Regions from separate parts of the Mus musculus genome. Here region 2 is linked to region 1. A link is a contact called in public Micro-C data. All regions are on one chromosome and are shown on one strand. Each heading gives the region's core, a stretch centred on a gene start, on an enhancer-like site or on the middle of the called end of the contact. The rest is flanking DNA. Distances are from core to core; before and after follow the strand shown. Region 1 has its middle 48 kb from the start of Gm34960. Region 2 has its middle 32 kb from the start of Snora26.

Evidence for each region. A called contact is a pair of places that touch in the nucleus more often than the background predicts.
Region 2: a contact with region 1 is called in a Micro-C map of trophoblast stem cells, with 5 times the contacts expected there. The contact joins two enhancer-like sites. A contact is called at or near these places in 8 of 484 Hi-C or Micro-C datasets (the CH12 cell line, the G1E-ER4 cell line, Th1 cells and 3 more) and 3 of 115 datasets of contacts at active chromatin or transcription factors (embryonic midbrain, embryonic stem cells and stem cell-derived neural progenitor cells).

What each region holds. Positions count from the first base shown.
Region 1 is chr5:73,848,722-73,856,461 of GRCm38.p6, forward strand. No RefSeq gene overlaps it. Among named protein-coding and RNA genes, the nearest start is that of Gm34960, 48 kb to the left of the region's middle. Within about 2 kb of position 2,655, at least 6 of the 459 cell types and tissues checked have an H3K27ac peak or open chromatin away from gene starts, as enhancers often do. A contact at or near this core is called in trophoblast stem cells, where this site is marked.
Region 2 is chr5:74,121,937-74,129,676 of GRCm38.p6, forward strand. No RefSeq gene overlaps it. Among named protein-coding and RNA genes, the nearest start is that of Snora26, 32 kb to the left of the region's middle. Within about 2 kb of position 4,720, at least 227 of the 459 cell types and tissues checked have an H3K27ac peak or open chromatin away from gene starts, as enhancers often do. A contact at or near this core is called in trophoblast stem cells, where this site is marked.

The DNA of each region.
Region 1 (7,740 bases), core at 1,405-3,904:
TCCTTCCCTGCTGAGCCATCTTGCCAGAGTTTCTTATCCAAAAGGAAGAACTCCACTAAACATAAATGTCTAATGTCATAGAGCATTGGTCTTTGCATCCTCCCACTCCCAAGGCTGAGGACCAAGGCTAGACAAAGCTGTCACTACTAAGTCCTGAGCTTTGTAACGATGAGTTCAAGTCTGCTCTTCCCCCTTTCATTATCACTGTCAAGTGTCATGTGACAGAGACTGTCACCGTGAAGCGTCGACACAAGAGAAACTCTCCAATGAAAGCACTGGGCAGGGAGTGGCAGAGAGTGGCCGTGTGGGATGCATAAGGTTTATATGACTATGTACTGCTGAAGAAACTGTGCAAAGGGACACGCAGAATCAAGACGGGAGCATGGGTCATTTGTCCTGAAACAAAGAACATCAGTCACAGGGGCTTACCACAGGAGTGGCTTTAGTCTCAGTGTGTCAGGGAGCCATTGTAGGCCACCAGCCAGGTGTTCTTGGGTGGCTGGCTATTGTGTGACTTGGGTAGCAAGCTATAATTTGCAGGGGAATTACTCCCATGTGGGATTTTCGTTACTGTTTTTCTGCAGCACTGGGGAGCTAAGGGCTTTGTGCATGCTTTGTGACACTGACCTGTGGTCCTTTGTGGTACGGACACAGCACTGAGCATCTCTGCGGTTCCCCTGCATGACTTCCTCTGGGTAAGACAGGACTTCATCTGGGCTCTGAGGATTTTCACAGGGCGCTTTACCACAGCGTACATTCTCAATCTCTGAAACTCAATTTTTCTTGATTCCTGAGTCTCCCTTCCCCGATGTCGTTAGCAGCCCCCCAACTCTGCTACGCGTTACAACCATCAAGGGAGCCTTAAAAAATGCCCACTGCTCGACTCGTACTCCATACAAACTAAACTAGAGTGGCTAGGGTGGAAGCCAGGCATCATTAATTGTTCAGTTCCCCAGGTAATCCCAATCTGTAGCCACATCTCCAAAGGAATGGGCTGGCAAAGGCTTCCCGGGATTCACCTGACCAGCAGTTCCTGGGGGGGGTGTTGAAAATGTCCCCCCAGACCTACTGACTCAGAACTTTTAAGGTCCTAGCCCTCAAGAAGCACTTAGGATGGTCAAAACCCTCTGGGGGATGCCGATGCGCCACCAGGTTAAAAGAACTCAGGACTAAATCTCTCCCTGGGGCTATAGTCTAGGTGCATTAAGCTTTCATCTCTTTCTGGTCGCTTCTTTAGAAAAGTTTGTGGTGGCGCACGCCTTTAATCCCAGCACTTGGGGGGCAGAGGCAGGCAGATTTCTGAGTTCAAGTTCAGCCTGGTCTACAGAATGAATTCCAGGACAGCCAGGGCTACACAGAGAAACCCTATCTCGAAAACCAAACAACAACAACAAAAACCAGAAAAGTTTAATTCTTGCCATTAATGGTCATCTGCAAATTTCCAATAGAGACCTGTTTGTGTGTTCCAGGATGGATTGCGACTTAGCTTTATAATCTAGTACACTTACGTATAAAGTGGTCTAGTATTCATGAAGGCCTAAATTATCTGTGGTGTGATGTTTTCTCTGTTAGATTATGTTTTCTTCATTTAAAAAAAAAAAAAAACATGTTAAGTCTGAGGTAGCGAGTCAGCTCCGTATCTAGAGCACTTGCTGGTCTTGCAGCGGACCCTGGCTTGGTTCCCAGCACCCACACTGTTTATGACTATCTGTAAATACAATGAAAAGGATCTAACGCCCTCTTCTGGCATCTGTGGATGCTAGGCATGTCCGTGATTCACACACACACACACACACAAGCAGGCAAGTCATCCATACGTATACAACATAAATAGATGACATTATTTTTCAAAGTTGAACCAAAACTCCTGGGATGATAAATCTTAATCTGAGATGTGAATTATGAAAAGCATCCATTTCTTCTCTCATGCAGAGTCATTTCATATACACACAGTCTCATGACACTCAGGTCCACCCGCTGGCAGCAGCTGGGGACTTACTCTTGAGCAGGAGAGGTATATGAGCTGCTGTGTCATTTGGCTCAGAGCAGCAGATCCCAGGCAAGGGAGTTACCTGTAACCTTGCCAGTGTGAGAGAGGATTAAATAGACCCACCTTCGGTGCCAGCTTCTGTCACCTCCAAGCATTATGGGGATAATTGTAGTGAATCTGTAGCCATAAGTGCTATCAATGATTTCACGTTTGTTCACTTCATTACTGCTATTAGCATTGTCCTGGCAGGGACCACCTGGAGTTCTTCCCATACAATCGCCCACGTGACACTCAGAAACCCTGAGAAGGATCATGTGTGTTTGTCTTCATCAGATCCTAAAGAGGGCACCTTCCAGAATTCCACAAAGAACCAGTTGTGGTAAGTTTGAGCCACACTTTTCCTTCTCTGGCCTATAAAGCAGGACTCTGGGATTTTACGTACTCACACAAGGACCTCAGAGGTCATTCTTTAAATGTTATATCTGAGACTGGGGGACGGGGGGGGGGGGGCTCAGTGGGAAAAGGGCTTGCCTTGTGAGCATGAAGACCTGAACTTGGACCCCCAGAACCCATAGAAAGCCAGATGAGATAGCACATGTCTATAACATCACATTCCTATAGCAAGATGAGAGTGGAGGCTCAAAGCCAGCTGACCTGGCGTACACAGTGGTGAACAAGACTTAGTCTTAAACAAAGGGAGAGCAAGAACCAAGGTTGATCTCCACTCTGCATATACACTCACACACACATATACATATCACACACACATATACATACACACAGAGATACACACATATACATACACATCACACACATATACATATACATCATACACACACAGAGACACACACATATACATACACATTACACACACATATATATACATACACCACACACCACACATATTCAGTGCAAAATGGCAGACCCCCTCTGTCAACAGGGCTTCTCCTTCTCTGACCTTGCCTGGGGCGCTTGCTTACAGATTCAGCTTCCTTTCTCCAGATAAGAACCCATTCAGGGAGCGCCTGGAATTCCTAGAGTGCCTCCTCATGCTAATGAGGCATCTCAGCACCTCAGCCTTCAACCAATGAGCTTTGCCCACCCTGGATAGTCCTACCTGCTTCCCCAGGACTATATAACCTTTGATTCACCTCAATTAAAGTTGATCTATCTCCCCAAAGATGAGCCTGGAATGACATCATTTTTATTAGTAGTCTTGGGTCATCTGAAACCCTGTTTGTTATCCTGGGGAAAAGGGTCTCTCTCTCTCTCTCTCTCTCTCTCTCTCTCTCTCTCTCTCTCTCCTCTCTCCTCTCTCCTAAGAGTCTCTCTCTCTCTCCTCTCATTTCTCCTCTCTCCTTTCTCCTCTCTCCTCTCTCCTCTCTCCTCTCTCTCTCTCTCTCTCTCTCTCTCTCTCTTTCTCTCTCTCTCTCTCTCTCTCTCTTTCTCTCCTCTCTCCTCTCTCCTAAGAGTCTCTCTCTCTCTCCTCTCTCCTTCCCTTTCTCCTCTCTCCTTTCTCCTCTCTCCTCTCTCCTCTCTCCTCTCTCTCTCTCTCTCTCTCTCTCTCTCTCTCTCTCACACACACACACAGGTTTAAAAGAAGAATGCTATATCTAATTTTTATGATATGCTCATGTTTTTATTCTTTTTTTTTCTTGTTTTGGTTTTTCGAGACAGGGTTCCTCTGTGTAGCCCTGGCTGTCCTGGAACTCACTCTGTAGACCAGGCTGGCCTCGAACTCAGAAATCCGCCTGCCTCTGCCTCCTGAGTGCTGGGATTAAAGGTGTGCGTCACCACGCCTGGCACTTGTTTTTTATTCTTAAAGGAACACAGTAATGAACATCCAATTGCCTTCCATAAAGGTCCCATTAAGAGACCAACAGGCATAGAAATCCTAATGGTGTGTGCACCATATCTTGTGTAGTAAATGCCTAAAGAAATAGAGGAGGTTGTAGGAGCTTAGGAAGAAGAAAGCAAAACACAGGTTCAGAAGTAATGGCTCACGATAATCATCCTTAGCACCAATAAACTAAGACCCTACAACTTGGAGGCCCAGGAAGATAGCTTTACCTCTTACTTCAGTTTTACTTCAGCCCAGTGGGAGGCATCCCTGAGCTGGGTCCTGCGGGTGTCACCACAATTTAGGGAAGAGGGAAAGGGATTCCAGTCAGGGAACAGGTGTGGATGCTGGGACACCTGACACATGACCCTTAGGAATGCCAAAAGGCCTTGGTGTGGCTGAAATGCACACCATCCCTTATTGGCTTATTTTAGGGGTTTGGGCTTTGCCAGGACAACTGAGGAGGAGTCATTGGAGGGCTTCCAAATAGGCAACAGTCATGATCAGATTCGAGTTTTAGAAAGATGGTCTGGCTGCTGCCTGGGAAATGAACATCAGTGGTTGAAATGAATATCAGTGGTTGCTGATCGGAGACAGGAAGACCTTACCTTGAACACGTCTGGATTTGTGCCGATCCAGAGTGAGTACATGGTAAACTGGGCAGCAAGTGTCTGCTCTCCTGAGACTCTCATTCTGGTGGGTGAAGGAATTAAGTGGCCAGGTACTCAGAGGTTGTGACGACCTTCATTCAGGTGAGGACTCGAGTTTTAGTCCCTGTGCCTCTTGAAGTGTGCATGTGAAGAGCTCCTGACCTATGTGTGATCCTCATGATGCTGTTCTGTCCCCCTGCCCACCAGAGTTTGACTGTCGTTCAGTTGGCCTCTAGTCCACTGTATGTATACGGTGCAGCAAAGCCAAACTGCAGTGTGATTCTACCTGCTTACTCTCTTCTTTCTCCAATGGGACGTTTTGTGGCACCTTTCCCTGGAGAGCTGGAGAAATGGCATGGGTTAGTCGGGACTTTATTAACAAATAGGCTTTGTGTTACAATGGGTTTTGCCAAATTATGTGAATTATGTGAGTGTTCAGGACATATTCAAGGTGAACCGGGAGGAACTCGTTGGAGGGTTTTGCCTGTGCAGTCAATACTTTCTTGGCATCTGGTTCCACCTTCTGATGGGTTTAATGGGAACATAACGTCATAGTAAATCTCTCCCATAACTCCAAAGTGCATGTCTGGACTCTTGTGTGTGTTTAGATGGACTAACTGGCTCAATAGAAATGGATATTAAGTAACACGATTTTGTTTCCTTATTTAAAAAAAAAAAAAAACTAATGGAATGAGAGTGCTTCATAAGAAAATCCTATAGCTTTTGCTGCCAGACACTTTGTTTCTCCCTCACAGAGCCACTGCTCGGGAGCTATCCTTTCATTTCCATGTTGAGAGGAAAAATGGAGAAGCCAGGGAACCAGCGCCGTTTGGAAAATGCTCGCCACAACATCAGGACCCAAGTTCCATCCAGCGGCGTATACATACATATGGGTGTGGTGACACCGTCTTTCCATGGTACCAGGGAAGCAAAGACAGGCAGGTTCCTGGAGCTCGCTGCCAGTCTGCTTAGCCTACCCTGTCTTGAACAGCAGGGGGCAGCAAGAGACAAAGAATACAACGCTGAACTGGGCTTCCCCAGCCCCCATCCTTGTTTGGCTTAGAAGAGTATGAAGTGGGGAGAGGCCGGTGGAGGAGTAGGAACCGAATCCAAGCCACAGAATCTCAATTCACAAAGATAAGTGGATGCAGGCCTTGCTGGAGCAAGATTTACTGAAGACAATAGCCAGACTTGAGTTTCACTGAAGAAGCCGCCCTGTGGAATCCTTAACGAAAACCTGGCTCTCTTCGGTGGCATCCACCGCATTGAGAAATAGCTCCGTAAATGAGACAACCGAATGTAGTTCTCTTTGAATAAAATTCGGTGACCTGAAGTTATTCTGCTATGAGTGGGAAGCATGAGTCTCAGAAGCTAGAGGTACCCGGGCATCTGGGGTGCCTGGCATCCAGCACTGTACCTCTCTGGACTCAGCTGATCAGACCAGGCCATATGTAAAATACTGGGTCCGGAGGGGAGTGGTCGTAGACAGAGTCTCACATGTCTCTAGAATCCTTGTGATGCGTGAAAATCTGAGCCTTAATGCAGGATTTTCCGAGCTAAAGAAAACTTAATCAGGAAACGGATGGGTTTGTTGCCAAATGTTTCTATGGCGTCCTGGAGTTAAATGGTGAAATTAGAAGTCCTGGCATAGCTTTGAGGATCCTGTGATGGCCTGAGCATTTCGGCTAGGCGTGAGTGTGGAAGCAGCTAGGGGATGGCGCCAGTCCCGTTCCGATTTTGAATAGTTGTCGCACTATGGAATAAAGCCACAGTGTGTTTGTTGCACTCAGATTTCCACTAGGATTTCTTCCTTCAGTCTCCCCAAGCTTTGGCTTTCTCATCGGTAAAATAATGTATTTAATAGGGATCTGGGGTGGATGGGAAATGATACACCTGGGGACGCTGAGATGCAACTGTGGTCCAGATGGAGCTGGAAGCTCCTCTCTCCGGCTCCCGGGAAGTCCCACGGGGTTTACTCAGACCTCCCGGAGTTTTCCAGGCGTCCCGCCAACTCTTGAAACACAATAGATAAATTTTTTACTTATAAGTTGCTATAAGTCTTCTCTCAAGTGAGATGTACTTAAAAGTGCAGTGTGCTCGACTTTGAAACTGTCTTAGCAATCATGGACAGCGCTAGGTCTTTCACAGGTGGTTGTAGCATGGCTGGAGAGAAACAGGCTTTAGAGCCGGCCAGTGACTCCTCAGCCTACAATGACAGGGCCAGTCCCGACTGTATCGAGGCTTTCTTTTAGAAATCTGGTACCAACTTCACAAATCCTAGTGGGAGAGGCAGGGTCAGGGACATCAAGAAAGTTGCAGTACAGGCTTGTTGTAGAATATTTGCATATTTACTGTTTCCAGTGCACCTCACTTTGAATCGGATACAGATTTGCTCAGGATATAAAGTCAGCTTCCACACCAGATCGGTCGGGTTAGATAACTGCAAATGTCACTCTGTTTTTTTTTTTTTCTTGGCGTGCAAATGGTTATTAGTGTGAGGTCTGTATTATGACTCTGAAAAAGCTTCTGAACGGAGTTTTGGTATTTTGGTTTTACATTGGTAACAATCTTTTTTGGCTTAATCAAAGCTTTTGGGTGAGGGGTGGCATTCATTACATCACTCTGAAACTCTGGCTGGCGTGCAACTCACTGTGTAGACCTGGCTAGTCTTGAACTTGTGGAAATCTGTCTGCTTCTGCCTTGTAAGTGCCGGGATTAAACTCTGACCTCACCAGGCTCAAGGTCATTTTTCTTTGCATTCAGATGTTTAATAAATTTTATCCTCTTTTGGGGAGGCCATCATAGCTCAGGTAATTGTTAACCTCTATAGCTACATGGACAAAACCCAAGCAGACACAAACCAGTGTCCTAAAGAAGGGCCCTCCTATTTCCTGACGAGTCCACAAAGCTATAAAAACACTCCACTGCAGCAGCAAACACCTGTTGACCTGGGACTCTCAATAAAGTGTGTTTGGTCGGTGTTTAGCCATGGAATTTGCACTTTCTGATTGGCATCAGACTGTATTCACTTACAGCTCCTCATCCAGTCAGCAGACACCCAGGCACCATGTTGAGATGGCTTCATAACTGTGGCGATCCTCATAGGCTCACATATTTGATTGCTTGGTCCTTAGGGAGTGGTGTTACTTGACAAGAATTAGGGGGTGTGGCCTTGATGGAGTAGGTGTGGCCTAGTTAGACGAAGTATGTTGCTGGATGTAAGCTTTGGGGGCCAGCAGATCTGGGTATAGAACTCTCGC
Region 2 (7,740 bases), core at 3,470-5,969, 280 kb after region 1:
CTTTCCGGAGGCTTTGTAGTGGGTTGTGGCAGCTGCCTCTGTAGAAAGGTCTGCAGAACCCATTAAAGGGCAGTGTGGATGAGGCTCCTCCCTGCAGCTGCTGTGCTCAGATGTTCAGACTCAGGAGTTTTTAGCCTAACCTGATGGGCTGTCAGGCCCTTCACGGGCCTGTTTGAAAACTGACATGAAGTTTCATTGGCAAGCAGCTGGCTCAGTTGCTGTGCAGAGGAGACTTGGGTGAGAGGTCAAGAGTTAGAGCCCCATGGAAGGCAGGAACACAGGTTAGAACAGAGCTGAAAAGAGCTCCCAAGATCAAAGGGACCCATGTAGCCCCACGGTCCACTAAAATGGGTCTCCGCTCCCGCAAGCAGGTCAGTCCAATTAAATGACAGCACCGCCTTTATTTGATGTTGGGCATTGACCTGTTCATGTCTACACTGTAGATCAGACATTACTTCTTATTTACATAGAGGCACTGCTGCCTGCCAACAGCTGCAAGCGCTTGCCAGTTGTCTGCTCAGTGTAGGCAGGACAGAGTTTGGGAGTTCAGGGGCAGCACCGCCTGACGGCAGGGAATGTTGTCCCTACCATTTGGAAAGACTCAGTTCTGCTTTTTCTAGAGGGAAAGTTCTCAAACTTGAGCAAAGGGTCTACATGGCTGAATGAGTCTGTGGTATTTGGGTGGACTGTCTCTGAGTTGTTGGTGACATCTAAGTGGTGTTCCATGAAGGACCTCAAGTTTGCAATCTGCTTCGCAGTGATGTGGGCCCTGACAAGCCTATAGTGCTCGTGGGTCAGTGACAGGCGCAGAGATGAACCACTTCCGAGTACTAGGCATGAACAGCTATTTCTAGAGCCTGTCAACTGTGATTGGTTAGCAAACGACCTTAGATTGGACAGTGGGCACTCATACCACCAAGGTCTCTGTGGAAGAGACACATAGAAGCAGAGGAGGAGAGTGCAGACTTGTCAGCAGGCCGGCCACTCATGCTGCTTCAGCATTCGGCGCTCTGACTTCTGGGAATACTCAGGAGCATGGCGTGCCATGCTTCTTATTTAGCAGTGCAGTGTGCCAGGTAGGCTGGCCACCAGGTCATGTGTGCATTTTCTCCTACAGGGACGGTTGCTAGGAAGGTCCCACATAGCCAAATCCACACCATCTTGATTGTTGGTTCTTAATATAATTCTTTATACAGAAATTAAAGAGATCAGGGTGATTTTCAAACAAAGTCAGAATGGTCCCTGAGAGACACAGCTTGAGATTTGATGCCTCTGTGACCTTTGTTATTAGCTATTTGGACTTCACTCATCTCTGTTTCCCATGCTCCTCTGTTGGCCTCTAAGAACAAAACCAGGCAAAATACACGGGCAATCAATGGCTGTCCTACTTTGCTGTAACTGTGATAAAGACTATACCCAAAAGCAGCTTGGGGGCGGGGGGGAGAAACGTTTGTTTGGGTTTTACATCCCTATTATAATCCAACATTGATGGAAGCAGGAATTCAAGAAGGGCAGGAATCTGGAAAGACAAGAACTGTGGCGGAATACTGTTTGCTAACTTACTTCCCATTGCTCAATCAGCTTGATGTCATCATTGCTGTCACCGTCATCATCATCATCATTTAAATACAACTGTGGTGATTTAACTGAAAATGGCCCCTATTTGAATACTTGTTCCAAAGTAGGTAGAAATGTTTGAGAAGGATTAGGAGGTGTGTCATTGGGAGTGGGCTTTGAGGTTTCAAAAGCCCATGCTATTCCCAGTTAGTGTTGCCTCTCCCTCTCTCTCTCAGCTTGACTGTCAGGTTGTAAGCTCTTAGCTACTGCTTTTAGCACCACACTTGACTGCCTGCTGTCATGCTCTTTGACGTGCTGTTTATGAACTAACCCTCTGAAACTGTAAGCAAGCCCCCAATAAACTCTTTCTTTACAAGTTGCTTTGGTTATGGTGTCTCTTCACGGCAACAGAAAAGACAACAACCTGGGAGGTCACTTGCTCAGGGATGGTACCGCCCACAGTGGAACAGGCCCTCCCACAACAACCACCAATCAATGAAATGCCTCGCAGATTTGCCTATAGGCCAATCTGATGGAGTTGTTTCTCTCTTGCCAGATGTGAAATTGACAAAAAAAAAAAAAAAAAAAAAAGACTAACCAGTTTGTTTCAGAGTGACAGCTGTAGAAACAGATGTCAAAAAAAAAAAAAAATTTCAAGGTCAGGGAAGGGACTTCCTTCAGCTATACTGTGATGAAATTCTTGGTCCAAGTTTTATGGTGTAATAACTACTGGAGTCTGTGAGAAGACTCTAGAAAGTTTTAGTTTGAGGTGATCTACAGGGATTACCTTGTAACTGAGGCTAGTCTCAAATTTGCAGCAATCTCCTGCCTGAGCTGGGAGGACAATCACGTAGTACCACTCTTGGCTTCCAAAACCTACTTCAAAAAGTGATGTTCTGTTGGGAGTGGTGGTATATGCATATAACCCCAGTACTTGGGAGGTGAAGGCAAAAAAGGTAAGCAAACAACAAAACCCCCAAAGATCATTGTTTCTATGGGAAAAGTCTAGATTTGGAAGGGAGTTGAGATCAGGTTTCTCCATGTAGCCCCGGCTATCTGGTCAACCTGAAACTTACTCTGCAGACCAAGAAGGCCTCGAACTCACAGGGGTCCACCTGCCTTTGCCTCCTGGGTGCTGGGATTAAAGGCGTGCAACACTACTGCCTGACTAGATTTAAGAGACAAAGTTCATGCTGATGGCCATTATAGTGTTTGCTTTCCCCAGAGTTCTTTTTGTTTCCTTGTCCAAGGATTAAGATAAGCAAAGGGGATGGAGGTTTAATGACCAGATATTTTGCCTTGCTAAATTTTGGATATACTGAGCATGGAGGTCAGAACTGGAAACGGGAAGTGCCAGCTGCAGTGGGCTTTTTGTTAGTTTGTCATTTATTTATTTATTTATTTATTTACTTATATACTCCAGGTTTTATCCCCCCGCCCCCCAACTGTTCCACATCCTATACCTCCTCCCTACCTCCCTGTCTCCACGAGGCTGTACCTCCCACTCAACCAGACCTCCAAACACCCTGGGGCCTCCAGTCTCTTGAGGGTTAGGTGCATCTTCTCTGACTGAGTCCAGACCCGACAGACCTCTGCTGTATATGTGTAGGGGGCCTCATATCAGCTGGTGTATGCTGCCTGTTTGGTGGTCCAGTGTTTGAGAGATCTCAGGGGTCCAGGTTAATTGAGACTGCCGGTCCTCTTACAGGGTCACCCTCCTCCTCAGCTTCTTTGAGCTTTCCCCTAATTCAACCACAGGGGTCAGCAGCTTCTGTCCATTGGTTGGGTGCAAATCTCTGCATCTGACTCTTTCAGCTGCTTGTTGTATCTTCTGGAGTGAGGCCATGAAAGGTCCCTTTTTGTAAGTGCTCCATAGCTTCAGTAATAGTGTCAGGCCTTGGGACAGCCCCTTCAGCTTCAGTGTTTTAAAAGTGGTCAATACATCAGAAAGGCTTCCACAGCTGTTGCTGAAAGAGCTAAGATCGGGAATCTATTGGCTCTAAGTTCGTACACTGTTTTGTCCTTGGAGAAAGGATGAACAACTTGTCTTGAGGCACTCAGGGGGTATGAATTCCCTGAGCTATTTTGCACCCTAATGAAGAGCTAAGCACACCCACTGCCTCAGTCAGCCAGTGCCATCGGTAGTCAACGATTACAGAGTACAAAAGGTATTTTTTATACGGTTCCGGTGGTTGGGCAGGGTAAGTGTGAATTCATCACTTGTGCTAGAACTTCGAAAAAAAATATCACAAAGGTGCTTACACTGAATGGAAGTTTATTCTGGTTCAGCTGTGACTTCTAAAGACTTTTGTAATGGTTTTTTTAATGGATTTCTGTGTCAGCCTTAAAATGCATAGGAGGTGGGTTGTTTGTTTGTTTTTTCGAGACAGGGTTTCTCTGTGTAGCCCTGGCTGTCCTGGAACTCACTTTGTAGACCAAGCTGGCCTCGAACTCAGAAATCCACCTGCCTCTGCCTCCTGAGTGCTGGGATTAAAGGCGTGCACCACCACACTCGGCATGTTTTTCTTTTTCTTTTTTTTTTTTTTTTTTCGGTTGTTTGGTTTTGTCTTTGTGAACAGGTTTTCTCTGTGCAGCCGTGGTTGTCCTGGAACTTGCGGTGTAGACCAGGCTGGCCTTGAACTCTCCGAGGTTCAAAAGCCTCTTGCCTCCTGAGTGCTGGGATTAAAGGAGTGTGCGTGCCAAGTGCCACCACTGACCTGTTGGGGGTGTTTTTCTTTGGTTTCTTTTAAAGCAAATGTCAGCTCCAGCCGCTGTAGCAGCTGTGCTCAGGAATCCTCCAGATGCATTGTTGTCCACTCATGCTCCTGGCTTGGGCCATTCCATTCGCTCCAGGCCAGGAATATACCTGCTCCTTGGAGCCGGCTGTGATATTGAGAATCAACTTGGGAAATCCGCCCTGCGGTGGCCAAGCACAGCCGTCAGCGTGCTGAAGATGCCCTGATCCTTAGTTCTGACCGCAAAGTTCTGCTCCGGGCAAGCAAAGCTCGAGGGGACACGCGGCCGTCCTGATGTCCAAACTACGGGGTACTCCTTGCCAAGCCCAGGACCTAAACCCCAGGCCACAAGCTACACGGTGACCCAAAGCCTGGCAGGGCGGGCCATAGAAAGGCAACCAATAAAGGTGGAGCGCCACGAGCAGCCAGCCAATCCCAGAGAAGATTCGGGGCGGGGCCTACATATGCTATAGTCCCTGGCCTGACTATTGGCTGACAGGGTTGTTCAGGCCGTCTGGCCCCTTCCAGCTCTGGATCTGGAGGAAGAAGCCTGGGAGCTTCTGGAGTGCCCTTCTCTGGGCGCCAGGTCACCAAACCGAACCCAAAAGGCTCTCCCTACGCCTTGGTGCTGAGGATCTGGCGCTCACCGTGGGTCTTCTCGATTGCTCTGTACTTGTACGTCTCGGGACAGCTTTGAGTCCTGGCTTCCTTGCTTTCAGAGCTACCGTTTCTTTGTCCACAAAACTCCGGGCTCCACCCCCAACATCACATAAACTAGTGGTAGTGGTGCAAGCCTGTAACCCCAGCATTCAGTGGGCAGTGGCAGGGAGATCCTGGTTTAAAAGTTATCTTTGACTACATAGTTAGTTGAGACCAGCCAGCGATGCATTAAGTCCTGCCACAGAAAGATGAGTGTAAGCCTAGTTTTGATGGCTAAACCATCTATCTCTCCAGCCCCTCCCTCTCAACAGAGTTACCAAAGAAGACATCCAATGTCAACAACCTCTGGCTTCTATACACACATGCGCACACATCTGTGAACATGTGTACACACCACACACACAAGCTCTCTACCCTCTAAGCCCCCGCCCCGAAAAGGAGTAAAGCCAGAGATGAGAGGCATGTGATCATGAAATGAAGGAGAGATATGTCCCTTCTGTAGAAGTGACAGCATTGTGTCGTGATGTCGCTCCACGATTCGATCAGAGATAGTGTGTAAGCACTGTAAATCAGCCTGGGGGTAAACAGTGAAAACAGTGAACAGGGAAGACAGTAACAAGTTCAGCACATTGACCCTGGAGTGTGGGACCGCTGGCTTAGTGGACAGACATGAATATAAGAACCTTTTTAGGGATGTAAACCTATCACTCAACAAGAGATATTATGGGGCAATAGAGAGCTAGCTCAGTGGTTAAGAGCACTGATTGCTCACCTGGGCTCATCTCCCAGCATCCACTGGGCTGCTCACAACCATCAATAACTCTAGTTCTAAGATCTAATGTCCTCTACTGACCTCTTCTGGCATCAGGCACTCACAGAGTGTACAGACAGACATACATGGGGGCAAAACACTCACTCAGAAAAGGTAAATATTTGTTAAGAGGTATCATGGCGAAGGTCGGTGACACGGTGACACCCCCTGAGACTGACGAAGGGACGACAAAGTGGAGAACTGAAGATCAGTTTCTGAGGCAAAGGGGAAGAGCCTGGGAATCTCTCATCCGTAGAGGGAAGACCGGCACAGAGCGTGTTCCAGGAAGGAGTTCCTGTGCATTCATGGATGTGTAGAACAGCTTCTGGAACTTCTGCACCAACAGTGGAGGGCTAGGGTGACTGAGATGTGATGTAGTGTGGAGATATCAACTAGGCCACAGGGGAAGGTGCTGCTGGGGTTTCTGAGGTTGCCGGACCAGCCTTCGACACAGGTGAGCATATTTAAAAATCTCCCAAAACAAAGCTGGCCTTGGCAGAACACCCTTACATGTAATCCCACCACTTGAGGGGCTGAGGTAGTAGGACTAGGACTGATATTAGTTCAGGCCAGCCAGGGCTACATACTGAGGCTCTGCTTCAAACCAAACAACAAAATGTCCTTAACTAATATGAATGCAGATCAATAAAGCATTGGTATTTACATGACATGCCCAGCATATGTTCAGGCGTGTCTGTTAGATAATAGTAGCTGACCTTTAGTGGATATTCATTATACCCTATAGCTGCTCTATGCAGTTTAGCTGGAGCTGGGCCTGGTGTCAAACAGAAGTTATGAAGACTGAGTGGGAAGAATGGAGAGTTCCAGGCCACTCTGCGGTTCTTGATGAAAAGCTACCAGGGACCTTGCTTCAAAACAAAGCAAAAGCAAAAAAACCCAATGCCGATCCCATTTCTTCCACCAGTTCCTCTTGCCAGCAGGATGCTTGAATTCCTCATTTTAACCCAAGGACCCGTGCACTGCTAGTGTTTTGGGAAAGCTATTGGACCACCCTGTTCACTGAAGCAGTTGGTCACTCTTTACACTTTACACTGGCCTCACCTTCACACTTGCACACTCATGTGCACAAACATGGGCTTAGGAACCCTGCAGTGGCAAGAAGGTAGACAAAAGGTGGAAGGCAGACAGCATGGAAATTTCTATTATATTATCTATATTGGTATAAGCCGTCACCTTTCTGTTGGTGTGGTCAAACACCGTGACCAAGGCAACTTATAGAAGAAAGAGTTTATTTGGGGCTTATGGATGCCGAAGGTAAGAGTCCGTGATGGAGGAATGGAGGCAGAGGATGGAAGACAGGTGTGGGGGCTGTGATAGCATCTGAGAGCTCACACCTTAAACTACAAACAGGAAGCAGAGAGAAGGCACTCAACAAAGCCTGAGTATTTTGAAACCTTGAAGCCTGTCCCCCAGCGACACACAAGGTGACCAGTAAGGTCACACCTCCTAAGCCCTCCCCACTGAGAACCACGTATTCAAATACATACCTGGAACTCATGGGAACATCTCATTCAAATAACTTTTCCTAAGGTTGATTTTTCTAAGGGTGATTGTAGGGTAGAAATTAGAATCCCCTAAAATTAAGAATTCTATGAAGGTAGTTGTGGTAGAAGTTGCTAGTTGACCAGATGGAGGTTAAGTCACACAGTTTCCACTCTTACAGTGTTCAATTATATTGGACTTAAATCTTGTCTATGTTTTTGAAGATTTTCCCTAATATTATTACAGACTATTCATTATGCCTAGAAGTCAATGTATTCAGTGGCATTATAAGTTATATTTGGCTGTCTCTCTATATTAAACTAATTAGCATAAAATAACTTTGATTAGACAAAAAACATTTTTGTTGTTATTGTTTTGAGAAGGGAGTCTGATAAGTAAGTAAACCTGTAGCTTATTCCGTAGCTGAAGATGACCTTGAACTTCTGATCTTACTTCTTCCACTAAGTGCTAGGA